2 separate regions of the Mus musculus genome follow, and region 1 is linked to region 2. Evidence: chromatin contacts called from public HiChIP or PLAC-seq data. All regions are on one chromosome and are shown on one strand. Each heading gives the region's core, a stretch centred on a gene start, on an enhancer-like site or on the middle of the called end of the contact. The rest is flanking DNA. Distances are from core to core; before and after follow the strand shown. Region 1 has its middle 25 kb from the start of Dusp4. Region 2 overlaps B930018H19Rik (RIKEN cDNA B930018H19 gene).

Region 1 (4,284 bases), core at 1,040-3,539, 160 kb before region 2:
GTTCCCAGCCCAGACAAGCTCAGATAAGTAGTTGTCCCAGTCAGGAGCTGATGCAGAGCCCATGGAGGGGTGCTGCTTACTAGCTTGCTCCCCATGGCTTGCTCAGCCTGCTTTTTTTGACAGAGCCCAGGACCAACCATTAACCCATGATTGGCATCACCCACAATGTCTGGGCCCTCCCTCATCAATCACTAATCAAGAAAATTCCCTACAACCGCATAACTGGCTCTTAGGGAGGTAGTTTGACAATTGGGGTCTCCTTCTTTCAGACGACTCTCCCCTGAGTCAAGTTAACAAAACTAGGCAGCATAGTACTCTATAGAACACATTCTCTACTAGACCCCAAGGGTCTGAGGCATACTTTCACCATGTTTCTAGGTCATCAGCATGTTTGTTGAATGGATGAAGATCAGAAGGCAGAGGATCCTGCATTCCCCAAGCCTAGTTTAAAGGCTGGAGCTAGGAATCTACTCTAGTCAATGGCTAAGAACAAGGCAAGCTGTGGGTAGGGAGAATGTAAACACTTATTCAGCTCATAACGCCCATCAATAATGGTCCTGAACATGTTAAGCATCAAAATGTGTGTGAATGAATGAATGAATGAATGAATGAAAAGATGCAACAAGCTGCCCAGAACTGAAATCCTTGGAGACTCTTGCATCTACATCAGCCTTGGTTCCTAGAAAGACAGATCTAGAGGCGTCTCAGACACCAAGGCAGAGGCTAAATGTTTAAGGTGAAGAATAAACTAGGTTCTCTCTTGCTCTATAACCTAGGTTCTCTCTTGCTCTCTCGTATAGACTAGGGCTTCTTTCTTGTAGGCCTTTGAACGGATTGACCCAGGAGGCATAGCACTCCTCCCGTAAGAATCAGCACATTCACCGGAGAGCCCCTCAGACTGGTGGCCTTTCAGTGTGCTTCAGACCAACTCCTCGAAAGCTTGCTTATCAATCAAAGACAGATGGTGCACCGATTTTCAGTCATGCCAGCTGGGTGTTCCGGTAATTCTGCTGCTCAGGGCTTCAGATAGGAAGTTTACTCTGCAAGAAGCTGAGGAAGTACTTAGCATATGCAAGGCTGGGGGGCTGGTCTCCAGCATGGGGTGGGGGGCAGGAAGGAAGTGAGGAAGGAAGAAGGAAGGAAGGAAGGAAGAAAAGAAGGGAGGAAGGGAAGAAAGAAAGGAAGGGGAGGAGAAAGAAAGAAAGGAAGGGAGGGAGGGAGAAATAACAGAAGGAAGGAGGAAGGAAGGAAGGAAGGAAGGAAGGAAGGAAGGAAGGAAGGAAGGAAGGAAGGAAGGAAGGAAGGAAGGAGGGCAGAGAGGTGGGAGGAGGGAGGAAACGTGACGTGGCTTTGTTTCAATATGTTTGTTTCGATGTAAAAGCTAATATGTTTTGTTAAATGTCAAGTTTGAAAAACCCAAGTCCTTCTAAGAAGTAAGAGATGGGGCAGCTTATCGGGTATTCAAACCTCAGTGAGCTGCTGACCAAAGGTCGCCCAGCTTAGGACCCAGATATGTTTTCCCAGCTCGGCTGGAGCTCCTGGGCAGTGCCATTTTCAGTAAGAAGTGGGTGCCTGGAAAAGGACACTAAGATCCCAAACCCCTCCACTTGCCTGGTGCTTACTGGGCCTCAGGGAACTTGTTTCCCTATCTCTGTAATGAGAAGGCTGGACCCGATGGCCTCTGTGACTAACTGTTTTGAAGCTGGCTGGTTCTAGGCATGGCTGTCTGGAGACCACAGCTCTCAGCACTGTAGACCTCGGTCTAGGCTCCTGTGTCTCAAACATGGAGAAAGATGTTTTTAAAGACTGCAACTCAAAGTTCTTCTCCATTGAGGCATTTTCTGTTTCTTTTTTTGGGTCCAACTCAGAAATGCTTCTTGTAGTTAGCGTGTCCGATGGATAAGGAAAACTCCTGGAATCTTACGGATTTTGTCCTTGTTGATGATGCTCTGGGGGGAAGGCCTGTGACCCTAGGAGGATAGTGGAGATGGGATATTTGTGTCCTCTCAGGTCATGAGCCTTTGTTGGTGCTGTCTGGTGGCTTGAGAAAGGTACAACTGAGAGTCTCAGCACAGGGAAGAAAGGGTTCCCAGGCCGAGGACACCCACACGAAGGACAGCTGGCCTTTTCCCGCAGCGCACACAGAGAAAGCTAAGTTTGTGGTTTACCCTCCCTTCATTTTATGGCCCTATGCCGAATTTCATATGTCTAAGTACACACATCAAGTCAGACACTGTTTCTTTCCTGTTATGTACTTAGCCTGACCTTTACAGAGCTTCAGGCAGGAGGAGGCTCCTTAAGGCCTCCCTTCCTGGAAGACTGTTAAGATTAAGGTTTCTTGTGGTTGACTGACACCACAGGGGGCCTGGAGTCTTTTCCTCTCTTTGCTTAATCTCTTCTCTCATGGGGCAGCTGGGCTGTGGACTGAGTAGGGAAGAGCTGGCCCCAAATTCTGCCCTTACATCCAGCAGCTGTGTGACTTTTGTTGATACACCTAATCTAGTCTCTCCACTCAGTGTGGGGTGGGGGGCACAGGGGGAAAGGGGGGCGTGGTGGGGGATCGCTTGACAGCTGTATGCTGAGGTTCCTTCCCCAAAGCTCAACTTCCAGGGTTGGTGAGTCTACAGCCAAGGCTTGTTAGATTCTGTCAATAGTTCCTTCTTACCTGCAAGGTATACAAAGCAGCCACACACGGTACAATGTTTGCCGGATTGTTTTGTATGATAGGGACCTCGAAAAGAGCGTTTCCTTGAATGTTCCTTCTGGTAAGGCCCACTGGGAAATGGGAAGACAGAGGACTGACCAATGGTGATGGCCTCTGACATGAGGCTCCTGTGGTGCCTGTCGTTGGAGTGAACCAGTTCAACTAGACATGGACAGTTTACAAATCTAATGTGTGGACGGGTACTAGAGTCTGCATATTTCTAACCAATGACCGAGTTTGGAAATAAATCATCTATTCATTCCCCTAGCAAAAAAAAAATATTTCTAGCATCTCTCTGCTAATGAATAAACTCTTCAGGGTGGATTTGCACGCTGTCATCTAAATGCTAAGTGCTCCTGGCTGCCAGAGGGGGGTGGCTCCTGACTCATCCCTTAATTAACTTCTCCTAACCAACCCCAACAGATAGATTAGAGTGATGTTGTCCCAAGCTGCTTTTAAGGAAGTATTGTTAGAGTAAATTACTACCAAAATTGTGCAGCAGTGGCCAAGGGTAAATTGCTTCAGCTCTGATTTCTCTTCTGTAAAATGGTGATATTACCCTATAAAGGTCTGTTGTGAAGATTTAAGGAGAAAATATGTGGATACACACACACACACACACACACACACACACACACACACACACCCATACACATATAACAGAACTATTTAAGGTGCACAGCCTTTATACCTTGGTTCCTGTGCACTGTTCTCTTAGGATGGGCGTGCAAAGGAGACACAATGGCAGAGATAAGGAAAGCTGATCAATGGGATGAAAGACTGTTGGAAACCAGGAAGTCTGAAGTCTAAAGGGAGGTAGAGTTACACCCCAGCCTCCTTCTAGAAGGGGGAGGGGGGCCCTTGCAGAATTTAGCAGTACAATAATAAAAGGAAAATTGACAAAAGGAAAGACGGAGAGCATTTTAAAAGTGGGCGTGTGTGTGTGAGTGTATGTGACTGTGAGTGGGTGAGAGTGTGTGTATGAGTAAGTGTATAAGTGTGAGTATGAGTGTGTCTGTGTGTAAGTGTGAGTGTGTCTGTGTGCTCTGTGTGGAGGGGAGGCAGGAACCAATGTTGGATGTCCTGTTCTGTTAGGTTTTCCACCTAACTTTTTGAGTCAGATCCCTCAAACAACTTGGAGTGAACAAATTCAACTGGACCCATGTCACAGCCTGGCTAATGAGCTCTGGAGATCAGTTTGTCACCTCCCCATACACTCAGTGCTGGAGTTACATATGTGTATGCTCGCCCTGGTTTTTAACATGGGTGCTAGGGGTCTGTATTCAGATCTGTATGTTTCTGCAACAAGCATGGTACCTATGGAGGCATCTCCCTAGCACATGGAATATTTTTAAAATGTTTTCCTCAGTGGCTACCCCTCCACTGAGAGAGAGAGAGAGAGAGAGAGAGAGAGAGAGAGAGAGAGAGAGAGAGAGAGAGAGAGAGAGAGAAACTCAGAGCCCTGCCAGAGCCTTACAAATGCAGAGGTGGATGTTAGCAGCCAATCATTGGACTGAGCTTGGGGTCCCCAATAGAAGAGTTAGAAAAAGGATTGAAGGAGTTGAAGAACAACCCATAGG
Region 2 (4,362 bases), core at 109-2,608:
ATGAGACTCTACACCGATATGGTTTGCCTCTTGGGGAATCTGGGCCCTGGGAGTCTTTAAATGTGCCTAGAAGGATTTTTAATTTTTTTTCATTTTTTCCCCAAAAGCTCCACAGGCATTGCACATTTCTGAAAATAAAACTGCCTTCATTAACTAGAATGTCATGGTATTTTTTTGCTTTTGATTAGAGTCAAATTAATTCAGTTTGATAACATTGATTACAAGCTGATCTAAAGCTGTGATTAGAGCTTTATATATCTTAGATGATTAAATGTGGAAATAGGTTAATTATGTCTTAATAAATGCAGTTGACTTGATAGAAAGAAACTTATGCAACCCGAAATTAGGCAGAAAAGTATGACAAAATTTCAGAAATTCCTGTATACATCTTGTACAGACAGAGTGGTAAGACCAATGAAAATTTCAAATGTATCTATTTTAGAAATCTTCTGGAATCATAAGATTCAATATATTTATTATTTTTGGTCACCTTAATGTGAAAAATACAAAATCAAATTATTTATTCTCTGTCTCTGTCTCTGTCTCTGTCTCTGTCTCTCCCTCTCACACACACAGAGACACAGAGAGAGAGAGAGAGAGAGAGAGAGAGAGAGACTGACCTAAACAATAAACACAACTGTACAAATATTATATTAAGAAACAAAAGAAAAATGTAATTTTCCAATTGCTGAAAGTCAGCAGATGCTATCTCATGTGTGAACACTTTGCACGGGCAGTTGAACCAGTTTGGAGGGTATAAATAGAAGCACACCAGATTTTCTGATCTCATATGAATCATTAGTCTTGTTGAAAGCCATCTCTTTGAGGAAGCGGACAGTTTGCGTCCCTGAGCTAATGCTATGGGCGGGGCGGGGTTGGGGTTTTCACAATCCTGCTCTGATCATTGTGGCTTTGGGCGTGACTTTTGTGACTCACCTGGCTCCGGCTGCTTAGACACACAGCCCAGAGTTCATGTCGCTGAAGGGCACTGGCTGTGGATCATTGTTTCCCCAGGGTATGCCCTTTAAAGGTTACTGGTGAGGAGATGGGAGAGGCTTTGGGGTTCAGCAACACGTGACTGCGTTTAAGCCGTATTCCTCTCTAGGACAGTAGCTCTAGAGGGGATTGCAGAGTATTTCTTCGCTCTATGGAAATGTTGAGCTGCTTCTGTCTTCATGCAGAACTCGGAGACATCAGAGTGTCAGTTGTGGAGTTGCGTGCGTGATCGTGGCATGCCTAGCAGAACACATTGCTCAAAATAAATGACAGTGGCAGAGGCTTCTTCACGTACCCAGCGTCCTCGAATGTAAAAGAGTTGTGGGGCAGATGGCCTTTATAGACCTCTTAGGCACTAATTAACTTTCTGTAGCTCTACGTTTCCTTGAATAGCAAACATTGGGATAAAGATTGGCCCGGGTACAGCAGTCTGATGACGCTGACATCGGATTGTTGGCATATTTACAGGTGCGGGAGACTTTTATTTGGGATTGAGGAAAGCTAGTGCCTAGTTTAACAAAGGGAAGGAAGGGAAGGAGAGGGAGAGAGGAGAGAAGAAGACGTGGAAGACCAGTTTTGTAGAGGAGAGCAGTTTTGACCCTTGTATGTTTCTATTCTGGATCGTTTACCCCGGGGGACTTTAAAGCTTAATGATCAGATCTTTAGCTGTGTGACTTTCCACTGTCCATGTCTTTAAAGCTCTAGGCTTCTCATGTGGTTTTCATTCCCAGTTATCTCTCCCACATAAGACCCGGGGGGCTCTGCTTCTGTGAATGCTTTGCTAGGTAAGTCTCGCTAAACTCAGCTGCCATCTACTTAGAATTTAAGCAAGACTTATTGCTCTGAGCCTCTCTTATAGAACCTTTTCAATACCCTCAATGATTTATTCTCCCCCTTATTTTATGGGACCAAGAAGTGGAGGTTTTGTTTGTTTGTTTGTTAGTTTTTGTTTGTTTGTTTTGAATGAGTAATTTTCCTGCAGCCACACAATGTGGAAAAAACAGGATTCGGATGAAGTGAGTTCCGCGCTTCATCTTTCCGCTGTGATTCGCTTCCGTTGGCGGCGAGGGTGGCCACTTCCGGCTTTTTTATCCTGTGCAGAGCACAGGACCAGCAGATCGCCCTTGGCCCTCAGTTATCCTCAGAGGTGGAAGGGAGGGTGGGATAGTGGGGAGTCCTTGCCAGCTTCCCCAGGAAAGCAGAAATATACAACCTGAGATCCAGGCTAGAGATTTAAAAATAGATAGGCACAAAGCAAAAAACCGTGCACCTTTTACAAAAGCACATTCAAACCAGATGTTGTAGGTTTCTCAGGTTGAATGGATCCTCTTGGGAGGGGCTAGGGGCGGGGAGAACAGCTATAAGATGATAAGAAAGGATTACATAAAACAGAGGGGGTGACATTGTGAGGTGAGCTTGGAAATGTAATCAATACAGTCTTCTCTTGCAAAAAAGGAAAGGGAATAACAAAACCACCATTAGGGCCCAGAAAACCATGCAAGAACAAAACAAAACAAAACAAAACAAAACAAAACAAAACAAAACCCAAGAAAACATGCATGGAAGGGCTCATTTTAAAATTAATTAATTAACTTTACAATAGCAGTCCCCTTTCTCCTGGTTCCCCACCACCACCACCACCACCACACACACACATAGTCCCTCTCCTCACTTCCTGCTTCTGAGAAGGGTGAGACCTCCCTGGGTATTGCCCCACCCTGGCACATCAAATCACTGCAGGACTAGGCACATCATCTCCCACTGAGGCCAATCGAGGCTACCCAGTTAGGAGAGCAGGAACCACAGTCAGGCAACAGATTCAAGGACAGTCCCTGCTCCAGTTGATGAGTGACCCACATGAAGACCAAGCTGTATATCTGCTACATATATGAGGGGAGGCATAGGTCCAGCCCTTGCTTGCTCGTTGGTTGGTGGTTCAGTCTCTGGGAGCCCCCATGGGACCAAGTTCGTTGACTGTGTTGGTGCCTGGGTAGGCTTTATAGTGAGCATCAGCCACACATAGACATGAGCTTAGCTCCACTGGATATTTAGGCTCTGTCTTTTTGAGGCCTCTACCACTCTCACAGCAAGTGAATGGGAACAGACCCAGAATTTTATGAATGACAAAAGGATAGTGTTACCTTGCAGATGGCAAAGCTGAAGTTCTCCATGCGTGGCCAAAGGACTTGTTCAAGGTGGATCAACAGGTTTAGGGCAAATCCCATGTGACAGTCTCGTTATCTGCCCCATTGGTCATTCTATAATGCCAGGTTCAAATGCTGTGTCTGCCCTTGCACAGTCTTATTGAGCTTGGAGTACACCTGTTTGATCAACTTCTCTTCCGTGTATTGCCTTGCCTCTTGAGGGTGTTTGGCCAATGTTAATGATCACAGTAGTCAATATTAAGATGTTCTTTGGGTCTCCAAATGCTCTGGTAATGAAACCAGCCATGTATTACTGCTTTCTGTTCCCGTTGATTTCAACCCCGTTGATTAGCTACCTGTATGAATATGAACCCATAGCTCTTGTTATAGTAATACCTCTGCTTGGCCAAAGCAGAGTGGTTTCTTTGTTTTTCTGTGCTTTTTTTTTGTTTGTTTTTTTCCCTCAAGACAGGGTTTCTCTGTGTAGCCCTGGCTGTCTTGGAACTCACTCTGTAGACCAGGCTGGCCTTGAATTCAGAAATCTGCCTGCCTCTGCCTCCTAAGTGCTGGGATTAAAGGAGTGTGCCATCAGTACCCGGCGAGTGGTTTTAAAATATATTTTCTAAGGAGGTGTGTAGAGCCAAAGTTTCTATGGAAAAAAAACTCTTTGGGGGTCCTGAACTAACTGACATTCATCCTAAGAGAAGTACTCAGAGAGCTAGTGTTTGTAAGGTGGGCCTTTTTGTTTGTATTTCAGTTTCTCTGCCTTGCGGGACTCCTGTCATCGCATCCAGAAAAGAGCAGTGAGGCGCTTCCTGGGAGCCGAATATTGTGGCTAGAGAGGCAGCCCTTGCCTTCCAGGCACTTCCATCCGGGAGGAAGAATGCAGATATACTGGTCATCGTGTATTCAGTTCCATACAAGGGTGAGGATACAGCTACTGTATTTGCTTGTACTGAATCAGACCTGGCCTTGACAGCTTCTTAGGGGAAGATGGAGTTACACCGTATTGCAAAGGGGGTAGGATTCTGACAGCAAAGCACTAAAGCACTGCAGGCAGGGGTTGGGGGGCATATGTATTCCCAAGGCAGAGTGGAGGGAATGTAAGACTGCACCGCCTGCATGGGGCTGCTTTATTAAAGCAGAAGGTGAGCGTTCAGATCTCAGCTTCCAGGTAAGTATAAACTAGGAAGGTGACGATCTGAGGTGTTATTTATAGGAA

The links. HiChIP or PLAC-seq counts read pairs in DNA pulled down with a chosen protein or histone mark.
Region 1: an H3K27ac HiChIP or PLAC-seq map of regulatory T cell precursor shows a contact between it and region 2, with 3 times the contacts expected there. The contact joins two enhancer-like sites. A contact is called at or near these places in 1 of 15 datasets of contacts at CTCF or cohesin (the NIH/3T3 cell line), 5 of 484 Hi-C or Micro-C datasets (CD4 T cells, CD8 T cells, LSK cells and 2 more) and 4 of 115 datasets of contacts at active chromatin or transcription factors (embryonic stem cells, pancreatic cancer cells, regulatory T cells and 1 more).

Annotation. Positions count from the first base shown.
Region 1 is chr8:34,780,121-34,784,404 of GRCm38.p6, reverse strand. No RefSeq gene overlaps it. Among named protein-coding and RNA genes, the nearest start is that of Dusp4, 25 kb to the left of the region's middle. Within about 2 kb of position 2,289, at least 42 of the 459 cell types and tissues checked have an H3K27ac peak or open chromatin away from gene starts, as enhancers often do. A contact at or near this core is called in CD8 T cells, the N1E-115 cell line, pancreatic cancer cells and 2 more, where this site is marked.
Region 2 is chr8:34,619,402-34,623,763 of GRCm38.p6, reverse strand. It overlaps B930018H19Rik (RIKEN cDNA B930018H19 gene), which reads left to right. Exons shown (of 5, transcript NR_040706.1): 2 at 3,898-4,065. It overlaps Gm34096 (a long non-coding RNA gene), which reads right to left. Exons shown (of 3, transcript XR_001778547.2): 3 at 4,245-4,362. Among named protein-coding and RNA genes, the nearest start is that of Gm34096, 15 kb to the right of the region's middle. Within about 2 kb of position 1,358, at least 157 of the 459 cell types and tissues checked have an H3K27ac peak or open chromatin away from gene starts, as enhancers often do. A contact at or near this core is called in CD8 T cells, the N1E-115 cell line, pancreatic cancer cells and 2 more, where this site is marked.